Linked DNA regions of Mus musculus: region 2 is linked to region 1. A link is a contact called in public HiChIP or PLAC-seq data. All regions are on one chromosome and are shown on one strand. The core of a region is the stretch at or near the end of the contact, and the rest is flanking DNA. Distances in the headings are between cores, read along the strand shown.

What was found. HiChIP or PLAC-seq counts read pairs in DNA pulled down with a chosen protein or histone mark.
Region 2: an H3K27ac HiChIP or PLAC-seq map of heart atrium shows a contact between it and region 1, with 5 read pairs. The contact joins two enhancer-like sites. A contact is called at or near these places in 1 of 484 Hi-C or Micro-C datasets (psoas muscle) and 1 of 115 datasets of contacts at active chromatin or transcription factors (heart atrium).

The regions. Positions count from the first base shown.
Region 1 is chr12:99,211,119-99,217,384 of GRCm38.p6, forward strand. The region is part of intron 4 of Foxn3 (forkhead box N3); the gene reads right to left. Among named protein-coding and RNA genes, the nearest start is that of 4930474N09Rik, 51 kb to the left of the region's middle. Within about 2 kb of position 4,588, at least 39 of the 459 cell types and tissues checked have an H3K27ac peak or open chromatin away from gene starts, as enhancers often do. A contact at or near this core is called in heart atrium, where this site is marked.
Region 2 is chr12:99,711,883-99,718,537 of GRCm38.p6, forward strand. It overlaps Efcab11 (EF-hand calcium binding domain 11), which reads right to left. Exons shown (of 6, transcript NM_030172.2): 6 at 5,649-6,655. Among named protein-coding and RNA genes, the nearest start is that of Gm19951, 72 kb to the left of the region's middle. Within about 2 kb of position 4,304, at least 36 of the 459 cell types and tissues checked have an H3K27ac peak or open chromatin away from gene starts, as enhancers often do. A contact at or near this core is called in heart atrium, where this site is marked.

The DNA of each region.
Region 1 (6,266 bases), core at 3,338-5,837:
ACTCCACAAAGCCCTGGGCTTGGTCGCCAGCACCCTGTAAACCAGCAGGTGTTGTAACCCCAGCATGCAGGAGGCACAGGCGGGGAGATCAGGAATTCAGTAGAGCTATCCTCAGCTACATGGTGTTTCAGGAGGGGGTTTTGAAATTGCTTCATGTAGGGTAAACATCCACTCTTGAATATGAAATAATTCCTACAAATTGTATTATTAGGTGTGTGTACACAGTGCCTGTGTGTGGCTTACATGCCAGGATACGGTTCCTCCGTGGGGGCGTACACGCCAGGACACGAGTGGAAGTTGGAGGATGTCTCTGTGGAATCCGTTCTCACCTTCCAATTTTATGTGGGCTCTGGGGATCAAACTCAGGTTACCAGGTTGGCACAGCAAACACCTTTGCCAGCTGAGATGTCCTGCCTGCCTGAATATAGACTTCTTTAATAGGCTGTCCATTACTTTGGGCTTTCCGTAATTCTTGCTAATGAATTTTTGACATTTCTCTTCTAGGTTTATACAAGGTTCTTGTTAGAAGGTCTTCCAAAAGAAGGATGAAGGCTTAGACTGCCGTTCTTGCCCAAGTCAGTCCCACAGCACAGCCCTGTGTTCAGAAACATCCCTAGTCTCGCACTGTAGCTAATCAATGTGTAAGGCACAGTCAGAACAAACTCATTGCCAAGCAGCAGCCTAACTTCAGAGGACCGGTGAGGTTACTGGAGACAGGAGGATAACTAGTCACCCTAAGAATGCGGGTAGTGTTGCAATATTCAGCTAGTTACTCCATGAGGATGCAGTGTCCGAAAGCTTAATTACCTGATTTATATTATCTGATACCAAGGCTTTGTATAAAATTGCTTGAATTAAGGCAGTGTGAGACTCTTTTGAGTATCGCCATTTACACCACAGGGACAAAATGGAACCTAGAAAACAGACTCACACTTAGTATGGCCAAGTGAGCTTTGACAAAGGTAGGTATCAAGGCAGCAGAGTGTTAGGAAGTATCACAGCACGGGATTAACCCTTTGGGATAAAAACAAACCTTGACCCTTACCGGATACTGCACGTGAAGATTAATCATAAATGGATTTATAGTTTACAATGGGAAGAGACAGGTTCAGGAGAACTCAGAATTGCAGCTACCTGCTGTAGTCTACTGAGTGTGTATGGGCTTTTGTCAGCTGTCTGGAGACTGCGGGAGAGGGGTTCGAAGACTTCTGATGGCATTCCCAAAGTCATTGGATGAGCTTAATGCTGACACTGTGGGCGTCTCACTGTGGCTCTCACGGAGAACAGTAAATGGATCGGATACAATGGGCCACGTCACAAAAGAACTTAAATCCTGAAAATCTGTACCATGATTCTAACCATTGTCAGTAATTAGTGTCTTCCTCTGAGTCAGGGTAACTATAGTTAAATCGGAGAGAGAGACTGGGTGTGCGTGTGTGAAGAAATGCTAGGGTAAGTTCTAAGGTTGGTGTGGGGGTTATCGCCGCACAGATGGAGATGCCTGATGCCAAGTATAGGTGCCCTGAGGACTTGTTATGGGGAGCGCTGTCTGCACTGGACCTCGAAGGCAGAAAAGCAGCCCGCATACTCAGAAACGGTAAAAATAAATGCACTGCGTGCAAAAGGAAACGAAGAACATGGTCTTTGCTGCAGGAGGCCATCCCACTGTGGTAGTTTGAATAAGTAATGCCCTCCAGAGGCTCATGCATTTGAACACTTGACACTGTGTGTAGAGAAGGTGTAGCCTTGCTGGAGGCGGGCTCTGAGAGTGAACAGCCTGGCTCTGCTTTCCAGCCGACCCTCTGCTCTGTGCTTGTGATGGAAGGTGTGACTTTTCGGCTTCTGGCCACCGTCCCATCACAATGGACTCATCCCTCTGGAACCTTCTCCTCCTTGAGTTATTTTGGTCATGGTGTTTCATCCTAGCAGCAACAGAGAAGCAGCTAAGGAATGCAGGCACACTGGGACTTTACCCAGAGCAGCAGTCCGGAGCAGGAAAGTGGCCTGCAAGGAGGTGGCTAGGAACGCCAGGTCTGTGCCCCACTTCTGCCAGTTAATTGCTTTGTCTCTGAAGCAAGCTATGTCAACTCAAGTAAGCCAGGGATGTTTCACCCCCTGCAAGTGGTGTTCCCACCAAAGTGATCTTGCAGGGGAGGTTTACTGAGGTTAGAGACGCACTCATATCTAGGAAATGCGTGAGAGTCGGTATCATCGTCAGACCCACGTTCAACAGAAGAACCCCGAGGCACTGTGCCTCCCCAACCTCAGGTCAGCTGAAAACCCACAAAAGGGAACAAGACGAAAGCTAGACTGAGCTAGGCCTGAGCTGCGTTCCTGGTGACCGAGTGGCTAGGACAGCAATGACGACAGCAATGACGGCTCCTGTGATAATTTGGTTCCCAGGTACATACTGTCAGCATCACCCCTGGAAGGGAAGTGGGCCAATGGGAGTCACAGGGCACACTCATGTGGTCATGAGTCACCCGCCAATGAGGAGGACCCACGGTCAGAGGCCCATGCCCCATATGCACAGTTCTCTGCCTGAACGTCCAGACACTTCACACACCAGGACACTTCGGCAGGAAGGGAAAACAGGAAGAAACTGGCTCCAGCAAACACCTATTGGAGGCCAGGCTTTGGAGATACTCCTGACCCACTGTGCAGAGTCTAAGAAGGGCTCTGTGTAGCATGGCATCAGATAACACTGGGTATCCCACCCTAGTCAGGTGGCACAAACACACCTTGTAGGGTTGTTCTGAGGATTACATAAGGAAGGCTATGAAAACTGCTTAGCCTAGGGGCTGGTGATGTGTGCTTTAATGTCAACTCTGCTCCCATTATCCTTCAAGCAGCCCACATCACCTCTCCAGAAACTCCAGTGAATTATCTCTAAGGCACACGGTTTAATGGGGGAAATTCAATTCTTTCCAGTCTACTATGCCTTTGGTAGCTAGCCCTAACCCTACATACACATCTTCCCAATTAATGTGCTGTATTCATTTCAAAGCAACCTGGCAGCAGTAGCAGATGTGTGCCTGAGATTTGAAACTGCCTGGGAACGTTTACGTAAGGTGGCTCACCCTCTGAACCCAGCCCTCCTTCTCAGGGGAGCTGCTGAGTCTGGCCTCCAGTCCCTGCCATTTCTTGGTTTTCCTCACTGGCAGCACACTCCAGACTGAGATGGTGAGCATGCATGTGCCCGCTCACTGGCTGCCAAGAGCCAGCTGTGACACTTAAGTGTGCCTCCATCTCTTCTCCTTTCTGTCCCCACCCGCAAGTGTCAGGAATGAGGTCTCTGGAAACTGGCACAGCCAGTTCACAATGGCTCTGTGGAAAAAGGCATTGAGAGCCGTCTCCTTTTCCACTGAACACTAGGCAGGAATATGAGCCCAGTCGCCTGCCCTTAGCCTAAAATTAGCATCTTTCTTTCCCTTCTGTACTGGCTGGTTTTGTGTGTCAACTTGACACAAGCTAGAGTCATCAGAGAGGAAGGAGCCTCAGTTGAGGAAATGCCTCCATGAGATCCAGCTGTAAGGCATTGTCTTAATTAATGATCAATGGGGGAGGCCCAAGCCCATGGTAGGTGGCGCCATCCTTGGGCTGTTGGTCCTGGAGCTCTATAAGAAAGCAGGCTGAGCAAGCCACATGAAGCAAGCCAGTAAGCAGCACCCCTCTATGGCCCCTGCATCAGCTCCTGCCTCCAGGTTCTAGCCCAGCTTGAGTTTCTACCTGACTTCCTCCAATGATGGACTATGACCTGGACAAATAAACCCCTTCTTCCCAACTTGCTTTTTGTTTGTGGTGTTTCATTACAGCAATGGAAACCCTGACTAAGACCCCTTCTCTCACTATGCACCTCCTGAAAAAAAAAAATCAATACATTCAAAGACCAACACAACCCATCACCTCACGTTCTGAGATGGAGTTAGGAGGCAGCTCAGTCAAATACTAAAGAAAATACACATTTGAAGGCAACTTCTAACTCTGTGTGCTCAGTAGAAGAGGTCTAAGCATCCCTTTCTGGTCGACAGCATTCCCATCTTTTCTCCCAGCAACCCGGGAGAAGAGAACGGTTGCTGGAGCCACTGCACAGGCTTCAGCACCAGACTCCCCAGCACTTACTGGTTTTCTTAAATGTCTCCAAGGCCTTCTCAAATCAGCTAGACTGTGACACTCACACCTGGCCAGGGAGAAGCAGCATGGATCAGTGCATACTCGATGGCCATTGAGCTAGGGATTGCTTGTCCCTGCCCCCCTAGCACCAGAATTACAGGCATGTATTCCCTAACCCCAAACCCCACGTCTGGGACTCAGGTGCTCACACAAGTACTACTGACGGAGCCACTTTCCAGGGTCTAAAGCTCATTTCTGTTCTGAAAGGTCCGAGGCATAAAACAAACATTCCTGCACACTGTGCTGGCCATCAGCACTTCACCTGCCTCGCTCTTTGATATGCATCTCCCTTAGTCTTTGCAAGGTCTAAAATTAACCTCAGCAGGGAGCTTGCAGCTCTGCCATTGGAGGGCAGCCCTGGCTAACACTATGAGAGGCCATAAGTAGAGCAGCAGGCCATTCCTGCCATCATTCCTCCCCTGAAGGCACCCTTTCCACCTGCTTGCTTGGAAGCAGGCTGGGGAAGGGCTGTCACGGCAGGCAGGGCAGGCAGGGCACAACCTGTTTCCTGTGGTCTTTCTTCTGTGGAGCCCTATATAAAGGACATATACCCCGGTTCCAGACAGCATTCCCCACCCCTCTTGGTCCATTCTGCTGTTTTGTTTATTATTGAGAGTTCCGTCTCTGGGAAAATTCCAACCAAGGATTATATAAGCCTTTGGAGATGGCTTATGGTGACCTAGTTTCTCCACAGGGGTTAAAGATGATTCATAAGGATTGTCAAGGGAGCTACTAGGCAGGTGATTCAGGAGATGCGAGCAGCTGAGATCCGTCTACACCACCACGTTTTAGGGAGAGACTGGAGTAGGTGGATAGATTTTGATTTCAGAAGGTAAGATGAGTAGACAGCCATGCTCTTGGCTGTTCTGGAAGTGGCATTTTGCGCGCGATGGCCCTTCTTGCAGAATGTATCCCACACACTGAGTGACACCAGGGGCACGAACTGTTAGAAGCCAAGGCTTTAATTAACTGTGCCTCTCTGCAAATTGCAGTAGACAACTGAAACAAGAGGGGGTGACCCTCGGGACTGCAGTCCGACCCCTGCAGGGGGCACAGGGCTCCTGGGTTCTCACTAGCGTCTCAGGCAGACTCTTTTCTAAAACTCACTGAGCATTAGAGACAGTGTGCTGGCCCTGGCTTAGACTTTCGGATGCCAAACAGGGAAGAAATCTAAGGGGCTGCCACTTGGTGACCTGAAGTGCAGTGGCTACAAAGCACAATGACAAAGCGGGGTGGGGGGAGCCCTTTCTAGCAACCAAGCTAGCCTGTTAATTGCCAGGACTGAACAGTGCCAGGAGAGGAGGTGGGTAGCTTGCCACTCAGAGGGGCAGCTCAGGGGTGAAGCAGGAAGCTATAAATAGCAAGGCGCGAGGAGGCTCTATAAACAGAGCCTGGTCACAGCACCCAGCCCCAGGGAAGAGAGCAGCAGAAAACATATGGGGTTCTCAGAAGCCAGGCTGGCCAGCTCCTGACCATGGGAAAAGGTCTGTGTGAACCCACAGAGAGAGGGACACACAACCACGAGCTTCACTATGCACGCTGCCAGTTCTCCATCATGGAGGCTGGCTGTTGCCTTTATACATTTACTGAGGATTCATACCTAGGCCTGGGGCAACAGTAGCAGGGTGGGAGACAGCATCGTCATCATTCTGGCTCTGTATGATTTCTCCCTTTAGGGATCGAGGCACTGCCTCCAATCTCAAGGCAATAGACCAGCAACGTTGCCAGGCAGTAGTGGTACGCATCTTCAATCCCAGCACTTGGGAGGCCGAGGAAGGCTGACCTCTGAGTTTGAGGCCAGCCTGGGCTATAGAGCAAGCTCCAGGACAGCTACATAGGGAAACCCAGTCTTGCAAAACCACTCCCAACCCCAACCGGGCAATGTAGAGGAAAATAAAGCTATAGTTGGAATGGGCTAAAAAGACCTGTGGATATACTTCCCTCTGGTTGTGTCCACTAGGAGATGATGGATTTGACATGATCCCTAACTATGGCACGGTTCCAATCTTTAGGGGCTCTGCAGCCTGCCACTGACTGTGCTTACACTTGACCTCCAGATGGGAAGGCAGATATGAAGCCAGTGTCCACGCTCT
Region 2 (6,655 bases), core at 3,054-5,553, 500 kb after region 1:
ATGAGTTTTCAAACCAGTTGGGTAAAACACCTAGAAGCTTGGTCTCCGGATCATGTGACAAGTCCATGTTTAGCTTTCTGAGACTGTCTGACTTCCAAAAGGGCTGCACCCGTTCGCATTCACTCCTGGCAATGAATGAGACCAGATATTAATCAGCTGAAATAAAGAGAGAAAGGAGGGAGGGGGGAGGAATACGCACGAGAAGACTGGAGAACAGAGCAGGAGAGACCTGTTAGATAAGCCATTCACACTGAGCGTGCACAACTGCAGTCTGATAGGACATTCTCTTTAAGAATGGGCAGTGAAAGAAACATTCACAGAGATAATGGCCAGGAGGTTTCCATGTGATGAAAGGCATAAAGAGTCTTGGAATTTTGTTTTCTGTTGGCACAGAGAGGAACATTCTGCTGGATATACGTCTGGGTATTAGCTAAGAAGTGGGTCAAACGGAATTCTAAGTGGAACAATGAATGCAACTCTATTTATGGTTGTGATAGAGAGAACAGGAAGGAGAGGGAAGACGGGAGGGAGGGAGGCAGGGAGGGAAAGGAGAAGGGAGGGGGAGGGAAGGATGAAGGAAGGGAGTCATCCAATACCAGTCAGTAGCAATCGGGAAAGCTTGTTAAAGAAATTGATTCAAGCACCATCTCTAAGACATTTGACCTTAGAAAGTCATTTAAAATCAAGCTTGCCTTCCTTATTCAGAATAAGAAAGATGCCCAGACCCGACTTCAGCCTTACAATGACTGTTGCTATGACAATACGTTTAATATATTTCCAGCCCCTTGGTCAAATTTTTTTCTATAAATTCAATATTATTGGAATTGCTCCTTTTGAAGTGATTTATTTTAGAAAACTTAACTGTTTTGCTCTCTCCCAAGTCCTTAAGGATCAGCAAAGCATGAAGTGTGGGATCTATTTCAATTTTAGCTCATGTTTTCATACAGATTAATCTTTAGTTTTCTCTGAAGTTGGAACAATGTTCTCTTTTATTCATATTTCAAACTACTTTAACAATTTAACCTAAGAGAATCTGGATTAGATACTATATTCTATTGGGTTAGATTGTTTACAGGCTAATTTTTAATCCTTGTGGCCAATCCAATTTAAATTTGTTTTTCCAAAAGGCAGGTCACTGTGAGCTGCTACCCTTAATGACAGTAGATTTCTTTTTTAAAAAATGATCATTTTTGCTTATTTATTTTGTGCATGTGTTCACGTCCATATGTGTGGGTGCATGAATGTGCAGATGTGTGTGTGTGTGTGTGGGGCAGAGCAGAGGTTGACATCAGGTATCTCTCTTAATTGTTCTCTACCTGATTTTTAAAGCCAAAGTCTTTTACTGCATCTGGAGCTCAGGGGTGGGGTGGGGTGGGGGGTGGGGGTGCGGCGGTTTCTAGACTGGCTGGCCAGTGAGCCCGGAAGATGTTCTTGACTCTGCTTCCCCTATGCTGAGGTTACTGGTTCACATTGCCACACCAGCTTTTCACGTGGGTCTTAGGGACTGAACTCAGGTCCCTTTTGCTTGCATGGACAATATTCTACCCACCTAACACTTTCACCGAACCTCTGAATTTTAATCTGTGTATGCGGATTTTTTTAAGTCTTTATTTCTGCAATATCAAAAAATTCAAAAGTTAAAAGTCAAGAAAACATAGCAACACAGCTTGTTTTCGTTCATGTCAAGTGAATGAATGAAGCGTACTGTGGCTACTCAGCAGAGTGGCTGGGGAAAGAGCTCATGTAGACTTTATAGAACAGAGAAGAACTGCTTTAGTGGGAAAGCACACCTACGCAAAGGTGCTTCTTCTGAACAGAGCACTGCTAGAGCTTTGTTCTGAATAATGCCGCTAGGGCCTAAAGCACCTTTCTTCACTCTTGGTTGTCAAGGCTGAGTCTGGTTGATAATCGTTTGTCACTTTGGTTACTTCTTTGGTGGTCCATAAGGTGGGAACTGATTTAATACCTTCCATGGGAAAACCTTGAACTGGGTTACAAACAGTTGTGACTATAGAATACGGGCCTCTGTCCCAGCCAAGTAGGATAGTCTGTTGTCAAGGCGACAGGCTTCAGTGCCTACCTTTGCTCTCTCCATGTATATAACTTGGCCTAGGCTGTTTCCTGAGATTGCTTTTTCATTTCTTAAATGAAAGAAAAGAGATGGCTGATATAGATCTCAACTATTTTAATAATAAAATAAAATACCCAACATTCACCTCTTATAAAGAGATAACTGTGAAGAAAAATCTGTTCATAGGTGAACCAATATTTACTGTTTATTTTCCTTTTTTGAACAGGGTCTTAATTTAGCCTAACTATGTAACTAGCCTTGAGCCCCTGGTCCTCCTGACTCTACCTTCCAGTGTTGGGATTCAAGTGTGTACCACCATAGTTAGCTTTACAATAATTTCTAGTGAGATTGATGAGACAGGCTCTCCCTCTGTAATCCAGCTTGACCTGGAACTCAGAATGTACACCAAGCACAAAGCAAATCTGCTTCCTTTCTTCCCAGGTGCTACTTTAAAGACTTGTTCTACCATATCTGGGCTGGTTTTCTTGCTAATTTTCTGGGGGTATATGAAAGTGCATCTGTGAGTGTGTGCTCATATGGGTGTGTGTGTACTTGTGTAGAGGCACAAAGAAGCCAGAGGTCAACCTATAGTCTTGTTCCTCAGGAACCAGCCATTGCTTTTTGAGACAGGGTCTCCCATCGGCCTGGAGTTCACGGATTAGGCGAGGCTGGCCATTAAGCTCAGGGGACTGTCCTGTCTCTCTAGAGCTAGGGTTATGCACCAGCCCACTTAGTCTTTTACTATACATTCTGGGGCTCGAACTCAGGTCCTCATGCCTGTGGGCACAGACTGAGCTATCCTCCAAGGCCCTAAGTTTTGTTTTTGATACTTTCACTTTCTTATAATCTATCTCATCCGATACTAAATCCCAAGATTATTACAGTTCTACAGTGAACAAAGATTTGTTGCAAGTTTTGTGTTCTTAGGTGACGGGACTGCATACGTGCCTCTGTAACCACTGTAGCTGGCTGTCATGGCAGGGCGAGTCATGGACAACGTTACTGAAAATATAAATTGATACCCCAATACTGCAGGCTTTGAACTGCATGTTACAGGGATAGGCACTGTCTGCCAGAAGAGACGACCACTGAAATCTCCAGCACTGGGAAGTCATTTTGTCCCTGACACACTGGAGTAAAATCTCTTGACAGCAATATTTGCTTGTGCCATACACTCATCTTTATAAGCCTAAGCAAAAGAACAAGTTACTGGATGGAATTGCTGAGGAGGACTAAGGACATGGGCAGAAAGATCAGGATGGAATGGAAAAGAAAATCAGGAATGTTTACAAGGACATGCTCGAAAGGATTTGGTGACTGAATGTCAGAGCCAGGGAAGATGGGGACAAGGGGAGACTCTGAGGCAGCTGACTCAGATGACAGCTTGGGTGGGGGATGGGTGGGGAGGCTGTCATCAACAGAAATAGAAAACACAGGCTAGGAAAACAAGTTTGAAGATTGGGGGGAACAATGGATCTGATTTTAGTTCAGGGAGTCTGCTCTGAGGTGGGAATGTCTGGCTGGCAAGTGAAAACACAGGCCAGGCTGGAGTTGATCAGAGGTCAAGATCAAAGACAAAGCCTTGTGCATGGAGTCCTATCAATCAGGGGCATAAGAGGACTCCTGGCCGTGCATGAAATCATCCTTGGGGAATGCGTGGATCAAGAAACACTGGGCCAGTCATAGGATTTGGGGAACCATTCACACTTACAGACTGGTTCTGGAACAGGAAACTGGGAAAGGCAGCAGGAAAATGGGCTCAGAAATAGCATGAAAAAATCTGTGTCATGAAAGTTGCCGGAGGGCTCCAAAGGCCTGCCACCCCCTCAGGCCCATGAGAAGGAGTGGCGAGCTGAGGTCTGAGAGGGGCTGGTATGTGTGCCCATTGGCAGCTCACGGGTAACCAGTGCAAGGTGCGGTATCAGGGAAGCCCAGAGTGGCGCCAGTGAGGGGCTCAGAAAGGTCGGGAGAGCAATGCTGCCATTCTCCTGTGCCATCTCCAACTGCTGCTTCTTTTTCTCTTTGGAAAAGTCTTCTCTGCTGCCCCATAAATGCTAATGTCACCTAGGACTCTGTCCTTGGCTGGAAGCTCACGGTGGTAAAGGTTCTCTGGGTTTCAAATGACAACAAGCAACTCCAGCTGGCTTGAGCAGAAAGATTTATTGGAAGGCTGCCGTCACCTCACAGGACCCGAAGCGCTAGGGACTGAGTCTTGCTCTCAAGCTCTAAGCAGACACCAAGCTGCTTCTCCTTTACCGTTGCCTCTGTCTATTTTTAAGCCCCTCTATGCTCACTGCAAAGCAGCTGCTTGGATTTTCCAGGCCTTGTGACTGAAAATATATGCCTGCTACCCGTTCTTGAGTCATATCCACTCAGCCACTCAGAGCAGCATCTCAACAGTCTTGATGTCCTCCAAGAGCCGAGACTGAGTTGATCATCAAGAACAGATGCCTGCCTTTTAGGTCACCCAGGTGGCATCAGGCCAGCAAGGTCACACTGCACAGGCAGTAGTATGGGGAAACAGGTCCTGAGGCTGGGGAAAGCTCCTCCAAGATAAAGAAGAGGTTAAATCCTAAAAGCAAGGGTTAAGGACAAGAAGGTGCACGGGCAGCTAGCTTAGCTTCTCTGTCACCCTCTCTTTCTTTCCTCTGAGAGCTGGGATATTCCTGAATGCCAGACTCCAGGGTGTACATCTTATTCAAAGAGGTTCCAGCCAGAAAGGCTGCCCAGGTCATCAGCTTCTCTATGACCAGCTCTGGCTGCTTGTACCTGAGCCCCCAGGGGACATGTCCATATCCCCTCTGGGTGAACCAGAGCTGAGTGGGCTCAACCAGAGCCTGTCCCTGGATGCACTGAACTGGGATCTGGATGGATCATGGACCAGAGCTTTTTGAGGAATTATAGGAAGGAGGGCGAATCTGGAGGTGTTGTGGGTCCTGGCACCTGGCTGCAACCCTACCCTTCCTCCTCTAGGTTTCATAAATTAGCTCAGTGATTTTCTTTTCTTTTTAATTTTTCAAAGTAAGTTTTCCTTGAGTAGTTTTGTGTCATTGAGATAAAACATCTTGGCTAATCCAGTATGGAAGTTGCTCAGTGGCTGCTTCCAGATCCACCTCTTGCTTCCTACATCTGCGGTAGGAAGTGACTACTCCCTCACTCTTGCTCAGGACGAGCAGGGTCCAACTGGGAGTGCAATACAGAAGTTTGGAACTCTAGCTGTTACTGAAGAACGGCTCTGTTAATAAATGCTATATATATATATATATATATATATATATATATATATATATATATATATAAAATAGATATAATGCATATACACATATAATATATAAAATATATGTATGATAAAATATATATGTATATTATATAACACATATAATAGAAAATATGTATATATGTATATAACATATACATAATGTACATATAACACATTAGAAAAATAATATATACATTCAATATATATACACAACATATAATATATATGTTGTGTATATATATCATATATATATACCAACATACACTATATATGTATATATGTATACACACACACACACATACATACCATAAATATGATATTTAAGAAATCAAAAATATCTCTTTAATATTTTGAGATCAGGATCAATGATTTGGTTTGTCTTATAATGAAAACACTTGCTGAACAAAGTCAGAAACTGGACTACTGTGCACAAAGTCATACACACTTCTCAATGATACCAGTAATTCATTTCTGCCTCTGAAATAATATTTCATTCATGTTGAGAAATTATTTTCATTGCTTCTTCATTTAGTTTATGAATGTTTGACTAAGCCTTTAATTTTTAACAAACTCCGTTTGAGGATAATTTTAGATTTATAGAAAAATCATGAAAACAGTAGAAATCCTATCTATCCATCACCCAGTCTCCCACACTATCACAAGTAGCAGAGGAAGTCCAGGCTTGGTTCATCTCTACCGTATGGTCCCTAGGGGCCCGTTAGGAGACCAAATTACATTTCAGTCAAATTACATTTAGTTATCCCATCTCTTAGGTTCCTCTGGTTTAGCATAGCTAAAAACTTTATTTTTCTTAAGGCTATCTACTAATAATTTATATGAGCATGAAGCTTGTTGAATGTTGGCTATACAAATTTATATTTCTACTTGATCGTTTAATGTTTAACACTTTAAAAACATAAATTGCATTAATTATACCACAAATGTTAATGTTGTGAAACACTTACAAGGACAATGTTGGTATTTCAGAGTTATCTTTAGTAGATGCTGAGCTGTATGTTGTGACTTGATGTGATCACTGGCGCCCAGGGGCATGGCAGGGAGTGGAGACTCCTAACTCTAGGATGGCTGGAGCTTCAGGTCCAGGGCAGAACTACCTAGAACCAGAAGTGTGTGGCAGAGGGCTGCCGGCCAGCTTCTCTAGCTAGCTTCTCTGAAGAAAGAAGCCCAGGCTCAGGTCCAGGCTATCCTAAAGGGAACCAAAGACCACACCCTTCTGCCCATTAAGACCCCAGTTACATCCTGGACTTCTCTGTATAAAGAATGGCTGATGGCCTAGCCAGAGCTGCTTCCTCCTAGGCTTTGTA